2 separate regions of the Sus scrofa genome follow, and region 2 is linked to region 1. The links are chromatin contacts, called in public HiChIP or PLAC-seq maps. All regions are on one chromosome and are shown on one strand. Each heading gives the region's core, a stretch centred on a gene start, on an enhancer-like site or on the middle of the called end of the contact. The rest is flanking DNA. Distances are from core to core; before and after follow the strand shown.

Region 1 (7,064 bases), core at 3,222-5,721:
ACCTTCATTTGCCCACTTGCAGAAACCGGGGCCCCAACAATGAACCATCTTTCCAGGGTGACAGTATGACAGAAATCGCTTCTGACTTGAACATCTCTGTATCTTCATCACATCATGAGCTCTCAGGGTGCAGGACCAGAATCTTAGGGGACACGGGTTTAACCTTTAACTGAGTACCTGTGTTTGTCTACTACTGGAAGAAAGATGTGGTTAATGGTGATGCTGTTGGTTACAGAAAAGTGCTTTGCAGGACCCAGCTCAGCACCGTGCTCATCACAGCTCGCTGAGTCCCCATTTCTGAAAGGGGCGAGGCTGTCTGGTGGGGTGGAACAGGCAGTGGTGAGGTAGGATAGGCCAACTCAGCTCCAACATTTCTTAGCTAAGCATTTAAACTCAAACAAGGCACTTGCCTCTTAGAACTTCCTTTTCCTCTTCTGTAATATGGGGCATTATCCCTGCCCTGCCCAGCTCCCAGAGCAGGCTTGGGTCTCAGAGGACATAATAGCGTGGAAGCACTTTGCAAACTGTAAAGTGCATGCACAAGTATGGAACTGAAAGTCACAGAGGGGATGAGGGAAGAGTTTGCTGAAGACAGATACCACCAGCCCCCCCGACCCCAGCACTCAGCAGCCCTGTGGTCTGGCAAGACCAAAGCGCTGTGCAGCTGGTGGGAGGTAGGTGGGAACTGATGGAGAATCAGTCAAGATGTGTGGTCTGACCCATGTCAGGGAGCAGCCTGCGGGACAGGGGGAGCTCGAAGACCCTGCCAGGCAGAGCCACAGGCCTATGCCATCATAGGTCTGAGCCATCAGCTTGGAAAAACCCACCGCTGGCCTGCTTCCTGGCTAGCCAAGGGCGCTCTGGAGTCAGTCTAAGGAGCCCACTAGAAGTGAAAAAATTCTTGTTCCAGCTGCCAGTTCACAAGACCTTGGGCAAGACTCTCCCTTCTCTGGGCCTTAGTTCTACCACACAAGCCAACATAAGGGGGCTGGTTCACACTATCCCACTACCTCTGTTATTATGCCCCCTACATCAAATGCTTGCATCCAAAAATCTTCCCTGCTGGTACCTTTTCCTGGTAATGAAGCATGTGTTTGCCCCTCTTGCAGGATTCAGAGACATAAAACTGAGCTCCCAGGAGGCTATTCCTAGTGACTGAGGGTGGAGCTGGGGAACCAGCCTACCTGGATTGGAATCCTGGAGGGCTGTGTAGCCTCGGGCAGCTTGCTTAGTCCCTTTGACCCTCGGTTTCTCCATCTGTAAAATAGGGATCATAAGCCTACCCACCTTACCAGGGTGAAGATCAGTGAGCAGATGTGTGGAAAGGGCTTTGTCCAGCTCCTGGCAGAGGAAAAGCTGCATAAGAAACTGTTAGTATTTTCTTCAGCAACACCAGGGTACAGAGGGGCCACCCTGACTTGACCTCAGGGAAACACAGAGACACCTGAAACTGCTAGGAGCCTGTGTATCCTCACACAGGGGCTACAGACTGTTACTTTTAGGCTTTTGAAAGAACTAGAAATAATCTGAGGACCCCCAGCACTCAGAGGCTCCCAGCCCGGGAACCACTGCTCTGGAGTCTTAAAGCTTCTTTCAGCTCTGACCACACCTCGGCTCTGCTGAAGGTCAGCCAAACCTTTTAAAAGAAATCTGCCTGGTCAGTGGCAGCTGGGCCTGTGGCGAGTCCAAGGCAGACCCCAGGAGGAGCGACCACAGCCCAGAGCCCTGTCTCCCAGGGCAGGGCCCCTGGATGAGTGGGGCACATCAGAGGAAAGCTTTCAGCCTCCTGTTCAGTGTAAACTTCCAGGCCTCCTCCCACGTCCCTGATCTGAAAAGGCCAAAAGAGAAGGAAGCAGTTATTTCAAAGGCTGGGCGAGCCCCCTTTGCAAAAGGCCCGGAGTCTTGAGTCCCCATGGACTTGCTGGGAGAGAGAACTTTGCCTGTTTCCTTTGCTTCATTTCCTCCTTCTGCTCTTTGCAGGCCGGTTCTAAATACATGTCTTAGAGGCCAAGATATGTGATGGCAAGAAGCAGAAACCTAGCCAGCAAAGGTAGAGAGAAAACTCAGGAGCTGGGTGGCATGGGAGTGACATGGCAGGTCAGCCATGCGGTGAGGTCTCCTGCGGCAAACTGAGAGCCGCAGGAGACCTCACCACATTGTGATTAATTTATAATAAGTCCTTACTCACTTGCCAATAAGGTACTGAGGACTCACAGGATTCCCAGAAGGATCCTATGAGGAAAATACTATTATTACGATCCTCATTTGACAGATAAAGAAGTGAAGGCACTGAGATGCCCAGTAATTGTCAGACACCAGCACCCACACTGGTAATTACTGGGTACACCAGCTCTGCCCAAGGGAGCACAGGAGTCACTGGCAGGACCAGGAGCCAAGCCAATTCAGCGGTCTTTCCCTGGAACTCCTTGCTGCTGTGTGGTCAGTGTAAGGCTGGCTACTCTAAAAATCAGAACTGTACAAAAAAGGGGCCAGCTGTGTGGGAGGGAGTGACCACCCCATTTCTGAGGGGTACCCCAACCAAAAGTACATAATCCCTTGGTGGGGTGTCACAGAGGCAACTGGGGTTGAAGTTAAGCTTCCTTCCCCACAAAAGCACCCACACAGGATGGAAGGGGGAAATGAGACCCATTGCAGTCGCTAAAAAAAAATTTCCAAAAAGATTTCTAGGTCCCATCTTTTCTTTACATTTTCATGTCATTTATCCATTCTCGAGCTACAAGGCACGATTTCCTGAGCATCTATGATGTGCCAGATGTGGTGCCATGTAACAAGGGACAAGACAGACACAGCCCCTGCCCTCCTGCAGCTTATGCCCCTGTGATGTACACACCCTCCTGCAACCCTCCTCTGTGGTGGCCCTCCTGCTCCTTCCTCTCCTAAACCAGGGTTTCCCGCTCAGGACTGTAGCTCATTGTTTCCCTTATGCCAACTCCTCCTGCTAAAATCAGATGCAACTCAAATGCCACCTCTTCCAGGTCACCTTCCCTGAGATTCCCAACAGCACTGTCATTCTTTCTGTCAGGCTCCCATGCCCAGCAGAGGGTGTTGACATGTCTCACAGGGAGTTGTGTTGATCTGCTTTGACTTTCAGGTAGGTGTTGCGGGGAGTGGGGAGGTCTTCTACAAGACCCCAAGCTCACAGACAGCAGGGACTATGTCCTTGTCTGGGTTTCCAATGCCAGGCATCCTGGCACCGAGAAGACGTTCATTCACTCATTCATTCACGCATTCGTTCATTCAGCAACTATGCCCTGAGCACCTACTGTGTGGCAGCGCTGTTCCGCCTCTGGATTTACAGCTGCGAACAAAACAGACCAAAAGCCCACCCTCTTTGATGTTCCAGAGAACAACAAAGGAGACACAGCAATAACTGAATGAATATGCATTGAATCCTGAAAACCCTTTGAGACTCTACACCTAGGAAAAGGTACATTTTAGGATGATTTGTATATCCACCAGGCCAAATATTTATCTAAACTAAGTGAGCTCTTGAAGGAAACCAACCTTCCTCTGTGGTGAGTGTTTAAAAAATCACCGGAAAGAGATTGCGTTGGAATTAGTTGTTGCAAAATGACCTCGTTTGGGGATCCAAAGCCACTGAGGTATCAGCCTGAGGCTTGGGTAAAATAAAATAAACTAAGCTTTAGAGTCACAGAAATGATTCAATTTGAGGAAACACCAGGCCCAGGGATAGTAAAAACAAAAATAATCACAGCCAACACTTACACAGCATGGACTGTGTGCCAAGCCCGGGAGAAGCCCCTGGTTCCTGACAGATGATGAGGCTGTGTCGGAAGGAAGGGGAGGCTACCAGAGGGGTGACCCTGACTGGCGCTGTCCCTCGAGATGGGGCCATTGTTCACTTAGGCTCCAACTGTCCTGTGAGCCACGGTGAGCTTGCAGCCCTGTGTCTTTGAAATTCCCAGGAATTCAATGGCCGAAAAGACAGGTCTTCCCAAGTGAAAGGAAATGTGGTTCCCTAAAATAGAAAAATTGTGCTCAGAGGAGGAAATTCCTTGTTACTATGGAGGCAACTTTACTCCCTGAAATGATTGGAAGGCACATTTATGGAGACCCTATGCTAGACCAGGCACTGTGCTAGGACTCTGCTTTACTCTCTGCTGGGCACTATTCTAATGCAAGGCCACACAGGAAGGAAGTACATAGTTGCTGTCAGTCCCGGGGCTGACATGCAGCCAGGTTATCCCCATATAACTGCCCGCTTTTTAAAGTCTTTACATGTTTACATTCTACAGAGCAGCTGCCTGAGTCCCCGACTGCCCCCTCCCTGCCCCAGCTGCCCCAGACCCTCCCGCCATCCTTCCCCCGACTTCTCTATGACACCGCTATTCCAGAGTTGATTCCAACACAGCTGGGAGCCCAGAAGGCCTGGCACCCGCTGGTGGCCCAGCCGGATCTGACTGGCCAGTGCCTGTTAAATGTTCTGCTTACACCCTTGCCTGGACCTCTTGGAGCTGCCAGGTCATGGGCATCTATCTCACTTAACCCCCAGCAGTCCTGGGAGAGGAAACACTGACCCTCTCGGACTCCTGCTTTCAGCATTAAATGCCGATCTTCTCCAAGCTTCCTTCCTCCCACTGCCTTCTCCAGCCTCACTGTGTCCTGTACTGATCTGATCCCAGCCAGCGGTTTCATATCGTTTGTACCCGCTCGCACTCCCTGGATTTGCTTCTTCAGCCTGGACCTCTCTCCTGAGCTGGTCACACGGCCAACTGTCTGCTGGAAATCTCACTTCTGTCTCCGACTCAACGTCTCCCAAGTAATTGAGGTCAGCTTTTTGCCAGCCTCTCCTTCCTTTCCCGCCTCCTCCTGGGTTCCTATTTCTCCATTCATCCGCACATATTCCTGCCGTAAACACCCAAGCGCATCCATCATGCACCAGGCACTGTACCTGACATGGAGGAGGACAAGGAAGGGAGTAAGAGAAACCCTCTAGTCCGTGGGTGCCCAAGCCTTAAAGCTGAGTGTCACCCCAACCCCTACCCCTCCACCTGCAGTGGGATGTGCAGCAAGTCCTGCCACTTGGCCTGAGCCCAGATCGTCATCCTCTCTCACCAAGGCCTCCCTTCCCTGTGGCCCTCTCCTGTTCTTACTCAGCCCCACAGCCAGAGGGACGTCTCTGGCACACAGCTAAAGCCGCCCCTCCTCAGCCTAGAGCCTTCCGTGGATCCTTATTGCCTTAGGGGAAAGTCCAGGGCTCCCTGGCCTGGTGTTCACGGCCCATCCTGACCTCACTTGCTCCAGAGGGGTTGGCCTTGGGGGAGAAGAGCTTTGGGATGGTGGAGCCATTTGTGTTCGACCACCGGCTCTCCAGCCTGGATGCAGAGCCTCCCATATACACACGGAAACATATAGGCACAGTCACACACATGCTCGGGTGTGACCGACACAAAGGATCAAGTCCACTTACACCAACCCACATGCCTATACATGGAGCTGCTGGATTGAGCAAATAAAATTATAATTTGTTAATAAAAATTTTTTTAGTATAAGTATGTTCCAAATAGAGCAGGGGCCAGACTTACTACACTAAAAAAATAACTCGTGTTCATCTAAAATTGAAATTTAACTGGGCTTCTTGTATTTTATCTGGTGCCCCTGCAGGGACACCATACCACACACACCACAGCTTACACGTGCACACACATTCCACACTGACAGTTCAACCCATGTGTGAACGTGTACCTCCCACGTCATGCCTCCGAGATGAATGGGCATCTCATCACCTCGACTGAACTGTGGCGGGGCCATGCTGCTGGCCAGCATGGAGAGCTCTTCAGGGAAATGTTTATTCCGAGAATAAGTGCCTAATTGACATGAATTCCTGGACATCCAGGTTCTGGAATGTTGTGTGCCCAGAGCAGTCCCTGTAGAATTTGAAGGCAGACAGCTCAAAAACCTGATCTCAATATATCTGTACTGTGTGTCTTTGGGCAAGGCACGTAGCCTCTCTGAGCCTCCATTAGTAAATCAGTGGAATAGAAATGTTATAGTAATAACCAACTCCTTATGGTTATGATGAGACTTACTAAATGACATAATACATGTGGAAGACTTTTTTAGAGTTTTGGGTACAAATTAGTTATTATAAACGCTTATTGTCAAGTTCATACATACGTAGTATTAAAAAAATATTACATGCAATTGGATTCAGAGATAGAATGGCCCCTCAGAGTGTAAGCAGGGCACAGAAGAGGAGAAGGGGATGAAATGCTGGAACAATTAAACTTAGGCAGTGAGAGAGGATGGGAGGAAAATTCTGAAAGTGATGGGTATATTAATGGCATAGATGGTGATGGTCCCACCCATGGATGTATACTTACCTCCAAACTCGTCAGATGGTAGACATTCAATTATAGTGTTCTCTGTATGTCAATCATACTTCAATAAAGTAGCTTAAAAAAACAATAAAGTCAGGCATTAGTATTAATCAAATACTACAGCATCACATACTAAATAGGTCAGGTTCTAAATTCAGACAGGGAGAACTGTGTATGTCTAAAACATTTGAAAACCCTTTAGGATGGCATATACGATGCTATGCAATGTCAGATAGTAATTCTTAGGCACACTGGAAATTGAGGACCAAAGAATGAAGGAGGGGACAAAAGGAACTTCTTTATGCAAATATCTGGGCATATTCTGATTTTCAAATGACTAGCAAATCCCTAGTGGTGGATGGCAGGGGTGGAATTTTGGCATTCTGCCTGCCTGCAGGGTTACCTTCATTCTTCCTAAAACATTGAGCTTCCAAGTGGTTGACGTTAGTGTTCATCAATTATCTCCCACCTTGAACACAATAGGATTGGATGTGCCTGTTCCCTTGAGGTTAGGTGAGACCGTGTGACTTGCTCTAGCCAATGAAATTTGAAGTGATGTGTGTTACTACCTGGCAGTTCTGCTAAGAGCTAAGTGCTAAGGAACCCTTCATCTCCTCCTCCCCACAGCTGCAGGGGCCAACAACATTGCAGAGGGTGAACCTTGAGTATCTAAGAGAGGGCAGTGCTGGGCTGAGACTCTCC
Region 2 (7,064 bases), core at 2,648-5,147, 140 kb before region 1:
TCCACAGGATTATTGCTCCACTCTTTTCTAAATTTCAATATTATAAATGAGAACTCCAATGCCATTCTGAATCTCTTTCTGAATAAATGTTTAGAGGGCTTTTATATTATCCTTGAAGTATCCAGGAGTAGTGAATCACTTCAACCCACAGATGAAACTTTCACCTGAGGAAATTTCCTTTCATTATTTCGTTAATTGATATATTTCACTTCTATTTTTCTCTCTTGTTTTGTAACTCCTGTTATATAAATACTGGGACATCATATCTGTCAGTCACAAATTCAACTTTTTACCTGTGTTCTGAGATGATTGTATTTATTCTTATGAATTTACTGATAATTCACTAAAGCAGTTTTCAATAGTACACATGCTACAGTCTGGTTTTGTTTGGGGGCACATACAATCATGTATTTTATTTTCGAAGACTGTTTCTGGTTCTCCCAGTATTCCATCTTATGCTTCTTGTACCCTCTGACATTTCACTGAAAAACAAATTTGAATTTTTCAAAAGTTTGCTATTTTCTGTAATAATTCTTTTTAATAAAAGACGTTGGCTCTGATTGATCTGCTGGTTCCCTTTCTGAGGCTGCTTGATCTCCTCAGATGACTGAGGAGATTTGTCAAATCAAAAATATATTGCTATTTATAAATCTGAAAGCCTTATTGAAAAGGACTCTCTTCTCTGAGTGCTGGCAGCAACTGAAGAAGTCACCATGAGCTTTTCTCCGTGGTTCCCAACATATCTGTGCCTCCATCCCTGGCTGGCAAGTCCTCCGCGTCGGCATCAGAACAGATTCATAGGCAGGCCCTGCCTTTGCTGCGGTTGCAAGCACAGTCACACCAGGTCCACATCCTCCAGAAAGTTCTCAAGATTTCTGTCTGGTTGATGTTCTTCCTTCAGTGGTGTTTCGGGGCTTTTTCCCCCTTCTTATTTTTATTATTTCTATCACTTTGATGAGATTGGGGAAGTTATTTTAAGCTCAAATTATTATTTTGAAATAAAACCTGCGAGCCTTCCCATTAGGCTGAGCCTGATGTTACAGGCTCTGTGGTGCCAGCCCACAGACCTCCAACTTCTGGCTGCCAAGAGTTTTCTCTGGCAGTCCGAGCCCACTGGTGCTGAGCATGGCAAGACAGATGTACTGGCATTTAATGCACCTCTGCCTTTCAATGACTGATGGAGGCTGGTATATAAATACCATAGCTCCTTGTATCTTAGGAGGGAAATTCTGAGGTGTTTGCTGTACACTGGCTCCCAGAGGTCCTCAAAAGAGAGCATGATCTGGTCACTTGCAGCGGTGACTAGATGCCCCCTTTAAAAACTTCCTTCCAGAGTTCCCATCGTGGCTCAGCGGAAATGAATCTGACTAGCATCCATGAGGACATAGGTTCAATCCCTGGCCTTGCTCAGTGGGTTAAGGATCTGGTGTTGCAGTGAGCTTTGGTCTAGGTCACGGATGCAGCTTGGATCCTGCATTGCTGTGGCTGCGGGGTAGGCCGGTAGCTACAGCTCTGATTTGACTCCTAGCCTGGGAAACTCCACATGCCATGGATGCAGCCCTAAAAAAAATAAAAAAATAAATGCCTTTTCTTCCGTGTCTCACTTGCCCACCCCACCTACCTGTGCATTGTGGGATCACCTTCCACATAAACTACTGGCAAATGAATCCTCATCTAAGAGGGAACCCAAATGAAAACACTAGCAGGTTTTTTAGGAAGTCCTCTCTCCTGGTGTAGAGAATAAACTGAAGGGGAGGAGCTGTGGGCCGGAAAATCAGCAAGAGATGTGAGATGCAGTCCTGTGGAAGTAAGAAAGGAGCTGGCTTTTTGTCTTAAAGGAGGATCAGCACATGCAGCAAAGCAAGGGTGCCCCAAGGAGGAAAAAAAAGGAGTTCCTGTTGTGACTCAGCAGGTTAGGAACCCAACTAGTATCCAGGAGGACTTGGGTTTCATCCCTGGCTTCACTCAGGGGATTAAGGATCCGGCATGTCCCTGAGCTGTGGTGTAGGTTGAAGACACAGCTCAGATCTTGCATTGCTGTGGCTGTGGCACAGGCCGGCAGCTGCAGCTGCAATTCAACTCCTAGCTTAGGAAGTTCCATATGCCATGAATGTGGCTGTAAAAAGCAAACAAACAACCCACAGGGCCCCACGATATTTTTTTAAATACTTTGCCATTTAGATGAATAGAAGTAGCCATCACGGAAATGGCCAGATTTTGCTTAACTTCCTCACACTCACTTTACGTCTTGTCCTTGTTGTTGTTGTTATCACTAAGGAAGCATTCCATCCCTATCTGTTGAGCGAATAAGTAAATGGCTCCTAGGCTACCAGCTGGCTGGTGGTCCCACTCCCTGAGAGAAGGTCCAGAGAAGGAGGAAGTCTGGAGCAAGGGGTGGGGCGGGCAGTCTCCTCCATGAACGTATCGGCCAACAGAGTGCTCTGAGTCCTCCTTGGAACTCAGGGTGCTGGGCAGGCCTGGGCAGGGGGATAATCTGATTATTTCACAGTCACTGGGGCACATGCTCCTGTCAATCAGAAGGAGTCCGGCCCCAGTGCCAGAGAGGAATCATGGAGCCCTTCCTGGGCCAGATGATACATTTCGTTGTTGGATTACAGGGAGGCTGAACGGAGGGGCAAGGTAGCCAGGACTCCCAGAGGCTTGGGAGGGTGGATATTCACCAACAGGTACAGCTGCACGAGTGGGTATAGGTTAAACCAAGGCTCCGGCCTTGAAGGCAGATGGAGAAACCAGGCAGATCGGAAGACGCCAACCAGCAAGGCTGGAGGAAGGGCCCCCAGCCCATCTTGAGAGGCATCTAGGGCAGGTCTTACTGGGTGCTCACTTAGGGTTAACAACGTCATTCCCAGAGCTTCCAACAACTTCACTCAACGCAGAGCAGTTTCCGTTACTACCGCTATTTTACAGATGAAGAAACTGAGCTGCAGGAAAGGGTTGAATGTCAGATACAATTGTCAGTAATTTGCTATGATCACATGGCTAGTAGGTGGTAGAGCCCAAATTCAAACCCAGACAAAGGCCTGGCTGTACTCCATGGCCCCCTGAGTTGGAGTACAAGGGAGAAGGCAAAGGGGGAAATTGGCCAGTGGCAATCATAGAGCTTTGAGGAGGCTCAGTTGTGGCTTGGCAACTCAGGACACCAGAGAGGTACCTCTCCAGCTTCCAGGTGAGGCAGGGATTGTACGTGCACACTTGCCCCAACTGCTAAGGTCGTTGAGGAGTCCAGCCCCAGTGCCAGGGAGGAATCCTGGAGCCCTTCCTGGGCCAGATGATACATTTCGTTGTTGGATTACACGGAAGCTGAATTCCTTCCATGAGGAGCTGGAGGAAGAGGAGATGCATGGGGGATCTCCAACAGTCTTCGGCAGGAAAATGGGTTTGGTGGATCTGACCAGCGGGGCTATCCCTTACCTTTGTATCTCCAAATCCAAACATGGTTCTGAGTACAAAAGCATTGAGATAGTATCTCTGGATGAGTCAATGAACAAAAGAAATGCTTAATCTTTCTCAAACACGGAACTGATCCCATACCTGGCATCTCTAAAATCTTCCCAAGGTGCTCCACCAGTAGCAGGATGAGGTCACACGCCTTACCCTAGATTTCAAGGCCAGCACCTCATCCACCACCACATCCCCCACATTCAGCCCTTCCCTCCTATTGGGGGCTGGAATCCTTCCCTCTCTCTGTCTCCTTTGGTCTTCTTCTCAACCTCTTGAGCCCTGTTTTCTGGCCATTGCAAACCTCCTCACATTTTGGGTGGAGGAGTTATTTCCGCTGTACAACTCATCTTGGGTGGAGCTGCCAGTCACACAGTCACAGGCTAACAACACGAGTGGCACCAATCAGAATCCTTTTCAGGAGTTACTATAATCCCAGAGGGGAAGGAAGTCTTTTTCCTCTGAGGCCACACTCTGGGGTGGTGGAGGAATGTAAGCCTGGAGCTGAGAACAACCGCTGCCACCCGAAGGAATCTTGACCTTGCTGAAAGGAAGGAAGCCACATACAGAAAAAAGCAGAATCAAGACATACAGATGGACACACACACACACACAGAAACAAACCAAGTGATCCCATCACTTGAATCTCTTGGATTCCCCATCCTTCCTGGTTTCATGAGCCAATACATTCCTTTCTGTTGTTGTTTTTCAGCTTATGAGTTTGACTTGTGCTTTCCTCATTGAGTAATATTCAGCTGTACTGGACAGCTGACAGTTCTCTGAATTCCGTGCTGTCTCCTACTTCCACTCCGTACAGGTTTAAGCCACACGGTAGGAGCCGTCTAAATGCAGAGGCGCAGGAAATCTGAGAGTGGCTCTTGCGACCCATTCTGCTCGTTCCCTGCGGGCCGTCTGTGGCCACGTTCAAGTGGGCAGAGAGCTCCCCTGGACTTTCCGCTTCATACCCTGTCTGCCTCACCTCTAGGCCCTCCCCAGTCCTTTGTCTTCTTCCTGCCCTCCAACGTCAGCCACCCCCGTGGGACCTGGCTCCTGGTATGGGGGATAGAGGACAGCTGCTTCAGTCCTCTGCTTCTGGACAGGGCACCGTGGATGCAACAGGCTTCAGACCTTGAGAGTCTACAAAATGCACTCAGAGCAAGCCCTCCCACACTGCAAAGACTAACTCCTGTTGCCCTATCTTCCCTCCTATATTATGTCCGAGAGCACTACTCTGCTCCCCAGCCTTGAAGGACAGGGATAAAGCCAAGGCTTGGAGACCTTTCAATCATTGTGTTTCACTTGTGTGATAAGATCCAGATGTTACACACACTAGGTATTCAGAGAAGGAAGTATGACAAGGGTACGCAGGCATGGGAGTTCCCATCATGGCTAGTGGCAGCGAATCTGACTAGATCCATGAGGATGTGGGTTCAATCCCTGGCCTCGCTCAGTGGGCTGGGGATCCAGCATTTATGTGAGCTGTGGTGTAGGTTGCAGATACAGCTTGGATTCTGCGTTGCTGTGGCTATGGTGTAGACTGGTAGCTACAGCTCCGATTTGCCCCCAGTCTGGAAACTTTCATATGCCGTGGGTGTGGCCCTAAGAAGCAAAAACAGACAAAAAAGGTGAGCAGGTCCAGGAGGGCTGGGGGATGTCACAGAGGAAGCAAGCAGAGTTGACATAGGCTATTGGAAAGAGGGCCAGGCTAGACCTAGGGGTTAAGGCTTTTCCAACAAGAGGTAGGACACAGACAACAGCCTGACTGAGGAGCCTATGTGACTCGCTTAAGTAATCATGAGGACCTCAGGCTGGTGGCTGTTGACAAGTAACAGGAAAACTCATGTTCAGTGAAGGGCCTTGAATACCAGGCCCAGGATTTTGACCATCATTCTCAAAGTTTCACCAGGGTTGGGGTTGATTCAAGCCTCTTCTGGGAAGGCCGGTTGGTTATACCTCCTCCAGTGCACAAAGAGGACTGAGAAGCCAGAGCATGAACCTCAACCCTTGATCCTGGGGTCTCCCCTCCTTTTGGCTCCCCCAAACCCTGACTCCACCCTGCCCCCTCTGTGGCCTAGGGCCACGGTGGGCTCTGGTTAAAATGGATGGCACCTTCACTTCGAGACCTCATCAGCCTCCTGCTCTCCTTCTCCCTCACGTCCCTTCCACACCAGTCACGTCGTGGGTGCAGGAGTCTGAAACAATCTGCTGCTGGGGCTTTCCAACCTATACCTGTCCTCATCCCATGACTCAGAATGATTCTCACCACTCTTCCACTTAGGGAGCCCCTAAGTGGAGGCTGTCTGCCTTTTTTTGGTCCCCCGTTTCCTTCCTACCTCAAGGACTATTAGGGTGGATTCCCTTTACGGAGCTTCTGGGCCAGCCCAGATGAATAGGAGGAAATATCCCGGCATGCCACTTGCCTGGTGATTCTGTTTCTCCTGCAGCATCAAGCCAAGAGCCAGAGAGTCAGAGACGGGAAGCTGGGAGGGAGCGAATAGACAGCCCTATGCAGTGGCTCCTGCAACAATCCTGGGCACTGGAGTGAGACAGAACCTTGGCCTGCAAGCAGCCCCACCATTCAGCAGCTGTGTGACCTGGAACAAGTGTCTTCCTGAGCCTCAACTTTTTTTTTTTCATTTGTAAAGATAAAAATATTTACCTTGCAGGATCATGAGGAAAGATAAATGAGACTTATGATAAGTCCAATATTTAGGAACTGAGAGCTGATGTTACTTATTGTGTCCCAACCTCCTTGAGAGAAAAAGGCAGACTTGTCCCCAAAGTTGTGTATTGAGACACAGTTGATCCTATTTGTCACACTGAGGCTCTTCAGCCTGTCCCACTGAGTGGGAGACAACAGGGAGGAGCAGAGGAGGATGATGGGAAAATCCTCCTGTTCTCTGCTCATCTCCCAAAGGGTAGCACAAGTGGCAGTGACAAGGTTAGCAAATCCACCCCAGGGCTGCTTCCACATCAGTGGTGGAGAATAAAGGAACTGGGGAAAAAAGTCAAACAGAAGAAAACACCTGGAAAAGATGTTTTTATGACCACTTACAGGGGGAAAAAAATAATCAAAGTATACAGCAGGAAGATGTATGCATCTCAGAAAATTCATTCTCAGAACTTGTTTGTTCAATCGCAGTTATAATTCAAGAATTGCCAAAAGGGAGTCATAAAATCAGGGCTTGGGGGAGGGGAAAAGGACTGCCAAAGGAAAGGTAGAAATTTTGTGTTATTTCTTTTCTAGTTTCAGATCATTTGGCATTTAAACTTTTCCAGCAAGTCAGTTATATAAACAATGCCATACTAAAATATAATTGTGTAAAAATATAAAACTCCTAAGGCATGATGGCAATGATATTTTAGGGAAAAAAGTTGAATGTCTGGTAATACCAGAAAATACAAATAGGATCATTTTGAGCAGTTCTGTTTCTCTTTATGAATAGAAGTTGCAAACAATGGATGTATATTAAAGAATAAAGCACTCCGTCTGTACATAACTTAGAAAGGGGTAACATTTCTAAACACTGACTTTGTAAGAAAACATGAAGGACATCTTACACTCAACAACGGTTAAAAAGAGGCAATCACTTTCTGAAGATGCA

The links. HiChIP or PLAC-seq counts read pairs in DNA pulled down with a chosen protein or histone mark.
Region 2: an H3K27ac HiChIP or PLAC-seq map of skeletal muscle shows a contact between it and region 1. The contact joins two enhancer-like sites. A contact is called at or near these places in 2 of 2 datasets of contacts at active chromatin or transcription factors (alveolar macrophages and skeletal muscle).

The regions. Positions count from the first base shown.
Region 1 is chr1:240,691,103-240,698,166 of Sscrofa11.1, reverse strand. LOC106509211 (a long non-coding RNA gene) reads right to left here. Exons shown (of 6, transcript XR_002336984.1): 1 at 6,366-7,064; 2 at 1,185-1,257. Among named protein-coding and RNA genes, the nearest start is that of COL15A1, 23 kb to the left of the region's middle. Within about 2 kb of position 4,471, at least 10 of the 83 cell types and tissues checked have an H3K27ac peak or open chromatin away from gene starts, as enhancers often do. A contact at or near this core is called in skeletal muscle, where this site is marked.
Region 2 is chr1:240,828,609-240,835,672 of Sscrofa11.1, reverse strand. It overlaps COL15A1 (collagen alpha-1(XV) chain), which reads right to left. Exons shown (of 42, transcript XM_021066594.1): 42 at 6,485-7,064. Among named protein-coding and RNA genes, the nearest start is that of TGFBR1, 28 kb to the left of the region's middle. Within about 2 kb of position 3,897, at least 16 of the 83 cell types and tissues checked have an H3K27ac peak or open chromatin away from gene starts, as enhancers often do. A contact at or near this core is called in skeletal muscle, where this site is marked.